3 separate regions of the Mus musculus genome follow, and all the other regions are linked to region 1. A link is a contact called in public HiChIP or PLAC-seq and promoter capture Hi-C data. All regions are on one chromosome and are shown on one strand. The core of a region is the stretch at or near the end of the contact, and the rest is flanking DNA. Distances in the headings are between cores, read along the strand shown. Region 1 holds the start of Sys1 (SYS1 Golgi-localized integral membrane protein homolog (S. cerevisiae)). Region 2 overlaps Gm36090 (a long non-coding RNA gene). Region 3 holds the start of Slpi (secretory leukocyte peptidase inhibitor).

Evidence for each region. Promoter capture Hi-C pulls out the DNA fragments that hold promoters and counts their contacts. HiChIP or PLAC-seq counts read pairs in DNA pulled down with a chosen protein or histone mark.
Region 2: an H3K27ac HiChIP or PLAC-seq map of regulatory T cells shows a contact between it and region 1, with 3 times the contacts expected there. The contact joins the enhancer-like site here to the promoter of Sys1 in region 1. A contact is called at or near these places in 17 of 39 promoter capture datasets (the 3T3-L1 cell line, 3T3-L1-derived adipocytes, the C10 cell line and 11 more), 5 of 15 datasets of contacts at CTCF or cohesin (CD8 T cells, the NIH/3T3 cell line, embryonic stem cells and 2 more), 149 of 484 Hi-C or Micro-C datasets (3T3-L1-derived adipocytes, the AML12 cell line, B cells and 87 more), 42 of 115 datasets of contacts at active chromatin or transcription factors (the 230-238 cell line, the 3134 cell line, CD8 T cells and 28 more) and 6 of 9 other capture datasets (adipose tissue, bone marrow-derived macrophages, embryonic stem cells and 3 more).
Region 3: a contact with region 1 is called in a promoter capture Hi-C map of the C10 cell line, with 2.3 times the contacts expected there. The contact joins the promoter of Slpi here to the promoter of Sys1 in region 1. A contact is called at or near these places in 2 of 39 promoter capture datasets (both in the C10 cell line) and 3 of 9 other capture datasets (adipose tissue, liver and pancreatic islet).

What each region holds. Positions count from the first base shown.
Region 1 is chr2:164,458,636-164,462,788 of GRCm38.p6, forward strand. Sys1 (SYS1 Golgi-localized integral membrane protein homolog (S. cerevisiae)) reads left to right here and starts at 2,336. Exons shown (of 4, transcript NM_025575.3): 1 at 2,336-2,485; 2 at 2,658-2,894. The coding sequence starts at 2,733.
Region 2 is chr2:164,538,853-164,542,808 of GRCm38.p6, forward strand. It overlaps Gm36090 (a long non-coding RNA gene), which reads right to left. Exons shown (of 6, transcript XR_375205.4): 2 at 3,438-3,692; 3 at 2,274-2,395. Among named protein-coding and RNA genes, the nearest start is that of Gm36090, 8.5 kb to the right of the region's middle. Within about 2 kb of position 1,964, at least 16 of the 459 cell types and tissues checked have an H3K27ac peak or open chromatin away from gene starts, as enhancers often do. A contact at or near this core is called in regulatory T cells, trophoblast stem cells and uterus, where this site is marked.
Region 3 is chr2:164,355,230-164,359,608 of GRCm38.p6, forward strand. It overlaps Slpi (secretory leukocyte peptidase inhibitor), which reads right to left and starts at 1,278. Exons shown (of 4, transcript NM_011414.3): 1 at 959-1,278; 2 at 222-383. The coding sequence starts at 1,043.

The DNA.
Region 1 (4,153 bases), core at 1,086-3,585:
ACTTCCCTTCCCGTGCTCTTCTGTGGAAGTGGGGAGCTTGGGTCTCTGGGAACAGAAATCAATTCAGTCATGGATTTGCCTTTGCCCTTTTCTGTTCTTGATTCATTCAGCAAATATTTGCCAACTGTCCACTACTCACTCTCAGAGAAGGCGGAGATCGAAAATGAATGTGGAGGCAGGCAAGGTCATGGCGTGATTTCAGAAGCTGTGCTTTCTTCTCATTGGATGAGCCACCTCAACACCCACTCTCCTGCCATCAAATGTAGCCGTGTCTGAGCACAGGGCAATGTCTCATGTGTCCAAACCTGCCTAGCCTCCAATGGACACAAACCCACCATTGCAATCCCTGGAAACATTGAATTATAATGTCTCCTTTGCTGCAGTATGGCACACACTTTTAATTTCAGCACTTGGGAGGCAGAGGCAGGTGGATCTCTTGTGAGTTCCAGGCCATTCTGGTCTACAAAGCAAGTTCTAGGAAAGCCAGCAGTGTGATTACACAAAGAAAGAAACCCTGTCTCGAGAAAACAAGAACCAAAACCTGTTTTGCCATTAACTTTATTTAATTAACTAATTTATTTATTTTAGGTTTTTGATTTTTTTTTTTTCAAGACAGGTTTTTCTCTGTGCAGCTTTGACTGTCCTGGAATTCATGCTGTAGTCCAGGCTGGCTGCAAACTTACAGGGATCCACCTGCCTCTGCCTCCTGAATGCTGGAATTAAAAGTGTGCACCACTACCATCTGGCTAACTTTATGTTTTTAAGAGTGTTTGTTAGCTGGGCAGTGGTGGCGCATGCCTTTAATCCCGGCACTTGGGAGGCAGGGGCAGGTGGATTTCTGAGTTTGCGGCCAGCCTGGTCTACAGAGTGAGTTCCAGGACAGCCAGGGCTACACAGAGAAACCCTGTCTCCAAAAACAAGAACAAAAACAAAAGACAGTATGTTGCCCCTCTTCTCTGACCTTTAGTTTAAACATGTGTATAATGGGAGCAGAGGCCAAAAGAAAAAAAAAAAAGAGCCTGAAAACTCTGTACTAAAGAAAGAAAACACTGAGAATCTAAAATGAAAATAGTCATTTTTTAAAATGTATTATTTCCTTGGGAGTCCTTGGGAATTCCATGTGGGTCTGGAATATAGCAAGTTTCAGACCATCCAGGGCTACATAGTGAGACTGTAAGACCCCTGAAGCTGGGCCTCTGCTCAAGTCCCAGGATGAGTTGGCCAGCACCCCAGTGACCCGAGAGAAAACCACACCTGATGCAAACTGCAAGAGGTTTTATTATTAGGTAGCTGAGGATGAAGTCCCTCTGCTGTGCAGGGGCTGGGAGTTGACCCTGAGCGGTGACAGTAGGGGGCTTTTAACAGCTAGCTGGGGAATTGGGAGGAGTTGGGAGGAGAGTTCTTCTCTTCCGGGTGTCCTTGGTGAAATTTACAAGGCAGGAGTGGGGAGTGAGTTCTTTCTGAATTTTTATCTCCATGTCCTCGGCACAGGAAGGCAGGCATCTCTGGTTGTAAAGTATAGAAACAAAAAGGCTTTTTGCTGGCTATAGAGAACAAAGAGCTTCTTTCTGGCTGTATTTTAGAGATCGGGGGAAACAAGCTTGGGGAACGTCCAGGGGCTTTACCTTCCAGGGAGAAACGCTCTAAGTCGGGGTCCCACGAGACTCTGTCTTTAAAAAAAAAAAAAAAGAAAAGTTCCCTTTTGTTAAATTTAAATTGTTGCCGGGTGTGGTGGCGCATGCCTTTAATCCCAGAACTTGGGAGGCAGAGGCAGGCGGATTTCTGAGTTCGAGGCCAGCCTGGTCTACAGAGTGAGTTCCAGGACAGCCAGATCTACACAGAGAAACCCTGTCTCGAAAAAAAACAAAAAAAAATTTTTTTATATTGTTATCATTGTATTTCTATGAGTGTGATAGTCAGATGATAGCTTACAGGAGGCAGTCAGTTCTTTTCTTCCAACATGTGAGTTCAAGATATAAAATGGTCGTCAGTCTTGGCAGCAAGCATCTAGCCCTCTAACCATCTCACCATTCCTCAGTGAATGCTATTTTATTTTATTTTTTATTTTTTATTTATTTTATTTATTTTATTTTTAAAGTCTAGACCTTCCACCCCTTTCCCTCCTAGGAATGGACCTGCTGGATTTTAAAAATCTCCCTCTAGAGGGCGCGCAAGACCCACGGTTTTGTGCCTCATTTCCGTTTGCCTTCATCCTTCATCTTACGCATGTGCAGAGTTTATTTCCGGGCTGCTCGCAAGGGCCCCTTTGGATGGCGTGTAGGGTTCATCCACTGCGTCTGCGCAATGCCCCTCGGTTGCCGTCCCCGGAAGCTCTCCCTTCCCAGGAAGCCGTGGGCCGCAGCTATTCGGCCTCTCTAGGCCGGCGGGTCCTCCGCTCCATGGTCCTGTCTGTCAGCGCTGTGTCAGGAGGCCAGTGCCGAGGTCCGGTCGCGCTCCGACGCTTCGACCCTCGAGCCGGTCGCGGGTGAGTGAACCCGGGAGGAGCCCGGCGGTCGGAACGGGTGGGTCCGCCCGCCCCGCCTCTCCCACCCGGGAATGGGCTTGCTCCCGGGTCCCAGGCCCTCCTCCCTCCCTCCCGCGCCGTTACCAAGGCGACGGCCGGCCCGCCGGCTGCAGCTCCCTGTGTCTTCCCGCAGGTATCCCGGCGGCCGCGGGACGATGGCGTGGTGGCACTGACAGGCGCGGGCGGCTGCCGAGCCCCGCGGGCCGGCATGGCGGGCCAGTTCCGCAGCTACGTGTGGGACCCGTTGCTAATCCTGTCGCAGATCGTACTCATGCAGACCGTCTACTATGGCTCTCTGGGCCTGTGGCTGGCGCTGGTGGACGCGCTGGTGCGCAGCAGCCCGTCCCTGGACCAGATGTTCGACGCGGAGGTAAGCTTAGCGGAAAGGAGTGGGGTTTTGTGGTGGGGCACCGCCGAGCTCTAAATCCGGCTGGGCCAAGTTCTCATTTTGTGGACACTTTTTTTTTTTAAGAAGGGATTTCAGTGTGCGCTCCCCGCGCGACCCCGGTGCCCATCTGTAAAACGGAACGACGAGAACAGGGAAGGAGATAGAGTCTAGGAAGCAAAGTAGTGATCTACAAAGTTCACGCTCAGGAACTGCGCGTTCGAGATACAAACAAGCAAAATCTCATAGGGTTTTAAAGAACCTTACAGTGTTGTGTTGGCTGCCTATGCGCTTAGCCTCGTAGCCAGCTCCGCAGCTTGTGGCTAGAGGTTGAACACACATGGCAGATACTACAGTCAACAGACTTGTGTCCCGGGCAAACATGATGTCTCTTTCTTGAAACCCTCTAGAAAAATGACTTCCTTTCTCCCAGCTGAGCTTGTCAGGAGCCACAGTAAGAAGAGGGATAGACAAAAGGGCATCCGTAATGATGAAGTGGAAACTGTTAAGACTTGGTGTCAGATAGGTCCCTTTAAATTCCTCTCTGCCCTGTGACTTGGGCAAATGTTTCCTCTCCCGTCTGCAATATCACACTGTTGGTACGAGGTGGTGAACTGTTCAAAGAGCCTGCTGTGCTTAGGGTCCAATCTAGCTGAGAGAACTTGAAGAGTTGTTTTGCCTTTCCAATCCCTTTTATCCTCTGCAAAGTGAGCAGGATAATCCTGTCATGTTACCTATAGTAAAATGTTAAAAGGCCCAGAGGGGTTTAAGAATAAGAAAATGCTTCGTGCCGGGTGTGGTGGCACACGCCTTTAATCCCAGCACTCGGGAGGTAGAGGCAGGTGGATTTCTGAGTTTGAGGCCAGCCTTGTCTATACAAAAGTGAGTTCCAGGACAGCAAGGGTAACACAGAGAAACCCTGTCTCAAAAAAAAAAAAAAAAAAAAAACCAAAATGCTTTGTGAGGTATAGTGGAAGCCTAAGAGGTTGCTAAGAGGAGAGACAGTGATAGTTGATATGAACAAAGTTCTTGGTTCGGGAGACCTGGGATGGAGTCCTTGTGTTTGCTACTGTTGTTTGCATTGGCCTTTGGGTAACTAATTCTGTGGAAAGAGACACTAGGAGCTTTGTGAGATCATGGATGTCAAAGGCCTTTGCAAGCTGAAGTATGGCACAGGTATTTAGTATTTGGTAGTACTCTGTCAACAATAAGTATCTCAAACATAGCAGATGCTGAGTAGTGGC
Region 2 (3,956 bases), core at 714-3,213, 80 kb after region 1:
AAAAGCTGTATAGAGCAGGACCATACTGTAAAACTAAAACAGAAAATGGCCTGAAGACAACTTAAAACATACTGTGAGCATATTGAATCAGATGGTGATAAAATACCAAGGTTATATTTCTGATAAAAGTTTATGCATGGATTCGGATTGTCTTTTATTTTGAAGCTGCATGTGTGCTGCCGGCCTGTGTAAACTTAGATGTGCCTGACTAGATATGATAATTTGGCTTGCAATACAATATTTAAATCATTTGGGTTGTAATACTCGGGTGTGCTTAGATATGACATAATCGTTTGGATTGTAACACTATACTGCTTAGATATGGGTAAAGGTTAATCACTGACCTCAGAGAAATAAGGGAACTTAAAATGAAATTTAATAAGTACTTGTGGATATTCTTGGATAATGATTAAAGGAAAATTTGAAATGGCATATGTTTGAATGCTCTGAAATTCTGTATAAATGAAGACGGCTGGATCTATTCGGGACCATTTGCTTGAACCTCAACAGGTGGTCAGAGGCCTTCTTTCTGCTGACTCCACACTTCTATCATGGGTTACTGAATTCACTGGGCATGGACTCCAACATCATCATTCTTTTTCCTCCTCCTCCTCCTTCTCTTCCTCCTCCTCCTCTTCTTCTTCTTCCTTCTCCCTCCCCCTCCCCCTTTTTCTTCCAGGCTAGGTGGAGAATATTTCCCCTCGCTGCATGTCTCTCAATATCTCTCCACATACCCAGTGAGTTCAGGTGCTATTTCCTCTGCGTGTTCATTCCCAAGGCAGGTGGAATAGCCTCCTTCATCTCTCATCTCCTTCACCTGCCCTAGGGTTCCTGAAAAACCCTTCAAACCAACATTCTCCATCAAGTCTCAGGGGCAGGGCTTATGTCTTAATTATGGCTCCATCCCTAACACCAGGTCCTCGGTAGGATTCACGTTTGCCCAGTGACTCAAAGGTCCACTGTGCTCTCCGGAGCCCTGGAGGTGAGCACGTTGGTTTCTCCTTCCTTTAGACTTCAGGCTTTAGGACCTTGAGTCTTCCTTTGTTATTAGACCTGGGTGTTCACTAGCTCTCCAACAGCTGCAGCCCCTAGCTGAGCCTTGACCCTAGGCACAGGAGGAGGGATGCTTTTCAGAACCAAGCAAAAGGGTGCTTGTTCTTCAACATCTCCAATTGAGCCATCCAGCCAGTTATGACTGGCACGTGCTAGTAATCCCAACACTCAGCAGGCTGGAGAAGGATGATGATGAGAATAAGTGCAGCTTGGGCTATAAAATGAGACTCTGGGGGAGGGGGGAGATTTCAAAAAGCAAATAACAACAACTAAAAAACCCAAACCCGGCTGGTGAGATGGCTCAGCAGGTAAGAGCACCCGACTGCTCTTCCGAAGGTCCGGAGTTCAAATCCCAGCAACCACATGGTGGCTCACAACCATCCATAAAGAGATCTGACTCCCTCTTCTGGAGTGTCTGAAGACAGCTACAGTGTACTTACATATAATAAATAATAAATAAATCTTAAAAAAAAACAAACCCCAAACCATTGAATATAGGACATATCCCTAGCATCTCATTCCAGTATTTTTTTTTTCTCTATCCCACAGCCACCGCCTCAGCAGCTCCTATCCTATCACTAACCACACAGCCTGTTGACATTCCTCTGATTCTATCTGAGGAGTGCATCAGAACCAAGCTCCTTCATCACCCACCTTCTCCCCTGACCCCGTGCCTCCCACCCCGTGCCCCCCACCCCCTCCGCCCCAGCCCCTGGCCCCATCTCTCCTTCCATGACTTTTTTTTTCTGCTTCATCTCAAAATGTCAGAAAGCCCTCTGATCTCCAAGTGTTTACATTCTCTGAGCTGCTGGGATAATTCCCAGCTCAGCTCCCCAGAAAGCCCTGCCTGACTTTCTGGTGAGTGCTTCACTTCACTGCCTTTTGGTCCCTCCCCCTACAAGGAGCATAGAATCTTATTCGGTCTGTGTTTGTCCCCACCCAGGGTGGCAAACTCCTAGAGGCCAACATCTGTGTCTCTAGTACACAGAGGGCACACACCAGTGTGGGTTAGAGACTCCTTGGGTTTGTTTCCTGAGTCCCTAGGCTTGGGAGCCATAGCAGGAGGTGAACTCACTAGCTCAAGCCCTGTTCTATGAGAGCCCTCAGGCCATTGGAGAAAGCAGCCATTTAAATGTAATTGCTGGTTCTGTGATGAGTGATGCTGTTTGGCAAGCTGTTTGGCAAGAGGTAGAGACTGAGGCAAGTCACACACACCTTACCTGCAGGATCAGGACTGGACCTGAGGGCTCCACTTCTCATTCAATTCATCAAAAAGACCTGAGGCTGTTGCCAGGAGAGGAAGCCAGGAGCTGGGCCAACCCCGCTGGAGCTTCCAGAGAATCTGCGGAAACGATTTGAACTGAGCACACACAACAGTGGTTTCCGTTATGGCTTGAATGGTAGCCTCCCCGTCCCTGGCTTTCATTTTGAACTTCAGGAGCTCAGAATGATACCTTATTCAAAGCGATGTTTATGGGGGAGGGAATCAGGTGGAATTGTAGTTCCGGAGTGGGCTTTAGTCCAATCAGAATGGAGCCCTTATACAAAGAGGACTCGAGGCTGACATGCATCCAGGGAGGGCAGCGGTGAGGATGCAGCCAGAGATGGGGGATGGGGGTGGTGGGGGTGGTGATGGACCTTTACATCCAGAGATAGCAATGTTTGTCAGCAAGCCACCAGGAAATAGGTGGTGGTGGGTGGGGGAGAGACAAGAAACAAGACTCCTCACAGACATCTGAAGGAACCAGCTCTGCCACATCTTGGTCTTGACTCTCCAAAGGAAAGTGAAGGAGAGTAAGTTCCTATTGTTTAAATTTCCCTGTTTATGGAATTTTGTGACAGCAGGCTTAGGGAACTGGTAACTCTCTACATGACCTCGGAAAGCATCGAGCCATGGAAAACCTGACCATGGCTTAAGTAAGTAGAGAGTCTAATTGTCTTGTGTATGAAGCAGTCTGGCACACGCGATCCTCATTTGGCATCTTTCTTGATAGGACCCAGTGATGTCCAGCTCACAATGATTCCCTGTTCCTGCTTGTCACCTTATGGTTGGTCACACAACAGCTGGTCTTTACACATTATGCCTCTGTTCCCAATAAAATGGAGGTGCTTTAATACTTCCTTTCTGTGATTTTTTTTTTCACATCTTTATTTGGAGGTGGGCAACCCTCACTAGGACATACAGCCTGTGTTCCATGGGCAGAGCTGTGAGCCATGAACAACCTCAGCTTCAGAGAGCTGATGATGCCCAGCTTTTCTGCAGGGTACTTGTTGCTACTGCCCAAAATGAGGCTCTGTGTGTATGTGTGTGTGTGTGTGTGTGTGTGTGTTAGTTTACACTGAGAGTGGGGAGTTTATAAAGAAAGAGTGTTATCTTGACTCACACTCTGGATGATAGAAATCCTGAGATCAGACAGCTGCACGTGGGCATTCAGCCCACATGGAAAGGAGTGATTCCAGGGAAAGGGGTGGACCACATCAGGCTTTCTGGCTTCTCACGGCTCAGCTGCTCGCTCCCATGGATTAATCCAGTCCTGCTTGAGGAGTGTCCCCTGCTAAGAGAGCAGCACTGATCGTCTGAATGACTTGCTGTTGCGGGATATCTGAACACACCATGAACCCCAAGATCGTGTTATTTACTGGAAAAAGGAAAAAAAAAAAGCTGTTTTTCTTGCTGTAGCATGGCTCAGCCCCCAGCACACACCTTTAATCTTCCTGGCTGGAATACAGACACACCTTTAGTGCATACCTCTAATCCCAAACAACAAAGTAAAGTTAGTTTGTAGCCAGGCACTAGCTCAGGTCGGTCACTGATAGGCTGACAGGTCTGGATCATTAGGAACTGTCCAGCCTGGCAGGCAGCCCACGCATGCAACCTCACTGCGCATGCTCATGCTCGGGCA
Region 3 (4,379 bases), core at 28-2,527, 100 kb before region 1:
TCCAGCCCCGAAAGGGCCGAATGGTTGTAAAGCCATCATCCTCACAGAGTGGCAACTGCAGGCAAATGGCTCTTCCTGCCAATGGCAGCAAGAGGCCTTGACTAACTGACATGTTGGACCCAACAGCTCTTAGAAACAAGGATGCCTGGGAGGGACTCTTCATTCACTCTGGGTGGCTCTTGACGTTGATTGTCCCCTCTCTGTTTTCTCTGCTGGCTCACCTGGTTTGCGAATGGGAACAGGATTCACGCACTTGGAACCGCAAGCATCTTGGCAGCACCTCTGCTTTCCCGGGCACTCCCAGTCAGTACGGCATTGTGGCTTCTCAAGCTTAAGGCACTGGGCAGGCTTTTTAGCAGGGCAGGCTCCGATTTTGATAGCATCTAAAGAGAAGCTCAAGATGTTAGGAGGGTACGGACTATCATCATTCCTAGACGAAGGTCCACATCTCAGAATATAGACCCTCATTCCAGTGGCCCACAACTTCAAAGAGAAATACCGGGCTGACCTAGGGAGGAAAAGTCAGACTTGGTCAACCAAGACATGTGACCAGGAAAAATCAGACTGAGGATAAAAGGTACCGGGCTCCCAGTCAAGGTTTTCTACCTCAGGGCTAAGCAAGATCTCACAAAGACAGAAGGTGGGAGCAGGAATAATGGAGACCAAGAGAAATAAATAGGAAGGGAACTAATATGTGAGATGCTGAGAACTAAAGCCAGAGACAGAAACAAACAGAAAGGCTAAAGGGCAGGGACAGAGCTGTGTGAGACCTGAGCTGACAGGATGGCTGCATAAGAGGAGCACCTCTACATGCCTTGAAACTTCATCAAGACCTCAGACCCCAGCGAGACACAGATGTCGCCCTGAGGTCAGAGTAAACTGAAAAACAGCCCAAACCATCAGGAGCCCCCACCTCTGATACTCCAGGCAATGTTGGACCAAAGCAACTCCAACTCACCATTTTTGCCTCCTTCCACAGTCCAGGGTGCCAGGATCCCCAGAGCAAGGAGCACCGTGAAAGGTAAAAGGCCGCAGGACTTCATGGTGAAGGCAGGGGAGCTCTGATGACCAGTCCCGAGGATCACTATTTATGTCTTTACCAGGAGGCGTGGCCCCAGTGGCATGCATTTGGCCCCTCCCTGTGGCTCTTGCACAGGCAGGAAGCTTAGCCACAGAACAGGAGTCTTGCTGCTACAGAAGTAGGTGGCAGACTTTCTGTTTCAGGCAGGACCATGAGGCCATCAGAGTAACCACCTGAGAGCTGAAAATGACAGAAGCTGTCTTGGAAGTTATCAGCAGAGGGACATTGCAAGTGATCACCTGAGCCCTGAGCATTGTGAAATCCCAAGACTATTGCTCTCACTAGTAGAGAAGAACCAGTCACAAAAGGGTTACCCTAACCTGAAGCTGAGACATCACACGTGGACTCTCGGCTGAAACTCTGCCATACACCTCTATTTTTTTTTTTTTTAATGTTCCTGGACTTTCTGGGATTTTGAAACTCTAACCTATTGCTCAATACAAATTCCTTCTCGAGATGAAGATGACGCATGGCTCAACCAACTGATGTTGATTTCTGCCAAATCATTTGCACCGCTGTTTGCCCGGTGCCCATTCCATGACTGGAACCTGGAAAGCAATCCCTAAACAAATGAAAGTTACACACAGAAGGGCCTTGCCTTCAGCCAACCTTGTTGGAGCTCAGTCTCTTAGTCGTGAAACAACTTGGGACTGGTTTTAAGATTAAGGGCTTAAAATGACCCTTAAAGTAATGAATGAATTGCATCAATGGCTAATAGAGATCACTGATGCGGACTGGAGGAAAGAGACAGGGCCTCTTACTCATCGCTGCAATCAGCGTGGAGCTGTGGTGTCCTTTGACTTGTTAAAGGAATTCATTCTTCCTACCCCTAAATCCTCCACAGGCTTCAGATGTCAGCCAAAAACTATGGCTGCCATGCATTCCGCCCACTATGGATGCTCCCTGGTGTGTGTTGATTGCATCCAATGATCAGAAGAGATATCGTTCTCTGTAGACTTCAACCCAAGATTCCCTTCCTACAAATCCCGAGCCTTCCTGCAAATCCTGAGCCTTACGTCAGCATCGTGGCACCATCTCTGTAGATTCCATATTTGTGCATTTATACCATTTGCCTCCTCTGTCTACCCCCTCCAATCTCACCCCCCACCCTCCTCCTTCTCAAGTTCTCGGCCTCTCTTGGCCTCTCTTTCTTTAATTATTACTGTTCTGCGTGTATATGAATAGATATACTGATACAACCTACTGAGTCAGGTTAGTGCTGCTCATGTGTGTATGTCTTTTAGGGCTGATCACTTGATATTAGATAGCCAACTGGGCTCATCCTTAGGAAAGACCCCCTCTCTTGGCAATCTTTAAGTACCTGTATTTTATCATCTAGGGGTGAAGCTCCGAGAGATTCCCCCTTCCACCATGGCATGTCAACTGGTATCCAGGTCTTATTGAGGCAGCCATGATGGATGTTGAGATGTCATGGTCCTTGTAATTTTCCCACTTGTTCCTCAAAGGAAGTTTGTAGACATTGAAACAGACACAAAAAGGCTATGTGTTAAGTACTGGGCTCCACAAGGTATTCTCTAAGCCAGGAGCCAGCTGTTAGCAGAGCCTTTTATGCAGAAATTATTCCATGGTTTCAATTTTGGTGCCAAAGAAAAGGGAAGAAAAAAATCAGTATGTACTGAGTTACTACAGCCAGTGGTGTGGACTGGCTGCTAACTAGCAAACTTGTAGAGGTTGTAGGAGAGAAATGGAAGGTCTGGCTTCCCACCTTGGGCAGGCTTACTGGTTGGATAAGGGTTTGTTCTCGCTTCCTCCCACTCCTCTCCACTCCTTTCCACTCTGTGTTCCTTCCTATCTTCCTCCGTGCCAAGAATTTTCTAAATATTTGTTTCTTAAAGAGTCGAGATGAGAACTCCACACCTAGATCTTTCTGTTTGTGATTAATGGTTGGTTGACTGACTATTTGAAAACAGCTCTTTTCATCAGAAAGAACCCTGTAACCAACAATATTTCTTATGAGCAGCTGGAACAAGATAATGATGAATGGTAAATCGCTACTCTCAACATCATGGATTCTAAATCTTTAAATCATACAGCGTTAGGGTTAGAGGGAGACGCTGAAGTTGTCTGGACCAAGGAGCATAACTACAGTCCCGGAGCCTGATCCAGAAGGCTGAGAGGTTTTTTTTTTGTTTGTTTGTTTGCTTGTTTGTTTAGATATATTTCTTTTAATGGGTATGTTGCCTGCATATATGTCTGTACACAGCTTGTGTGCCTGGTACCTGAGGAGGCCAGAAGAGGGCAGCAGATTTCCTGGAACTGAAGTTCCCAGTTAAGGGCCAGTGTGTGAGTGCTGAGACATAAACTCGGGTCCTCTGGAAGAGCAGCCAGTATAGGCTCTTTTTTCTTTATATACATATACATATACACATACACATACACATACACATACACATACACATACACATACACATACACATACACACACACACACATATACATACACATATACATATATACATACATATATATATATGTGTGTGTGTGTGTATGTGTGTGTATGTATATATGTGTGTGTGTGTGTATGGGATTTATTGGAATATTTATATTGTCTATTCATCCACTGTAACAACAGTGTGAAATAGTTGCAACAGAATCCTGAAACATTTACTACAAAATCTAAAATACCTAATGTTTGGCACTTCACAGAAAATGTTTTCTAGCCTCTGATGCAGGTCAAACTCTCAGCTTGTAGTAAAAGAAATAGGAGAGGGGATAAAGCACAAGTTACATCATGAGTCAACTCGAGAACTTAAGACAGCTTTTCTAAAGCACTGGAGTCAACCCCAGAGCCTGCTTAATGACAGGCTCATCCTCACAATCCTATCCTAACCTACAAATGATTCACTAAATTGACTTCCACACTGTCTTGGCATCCATTCAACTCTGTCGATCCATCCATTCATTTGTGCAAAAATTACTCAACAATTGCTTACCACATGCAAGGTGCTGTTCTAGGTCCTGAGGTTACATTGAAGAAGACACACTGGGCAGCACCGCACAGTCATCGAGAGCCTGAACTTTTGAGTCAGACATACCTTGTGGCTCCTGTTACTCAGCTGTAAATGGGAACGTTGCTTTCTCCTGTGTGGGAAAGATGTGATGAGGAGCTGAAAGCCCACAGCAGGAGACATTGCTTTATAGCTGAGGGTCTGTGGACACTAGGCACATGGGAAGCTCTCAGTTTCTAAGGAGAGACTCGATACTCAGGCATAGGCTTTGAGACAGTAGTCCATCTTGCTCTGACCATTAGATGCTTGACAGTATCTGGTTCTATCAG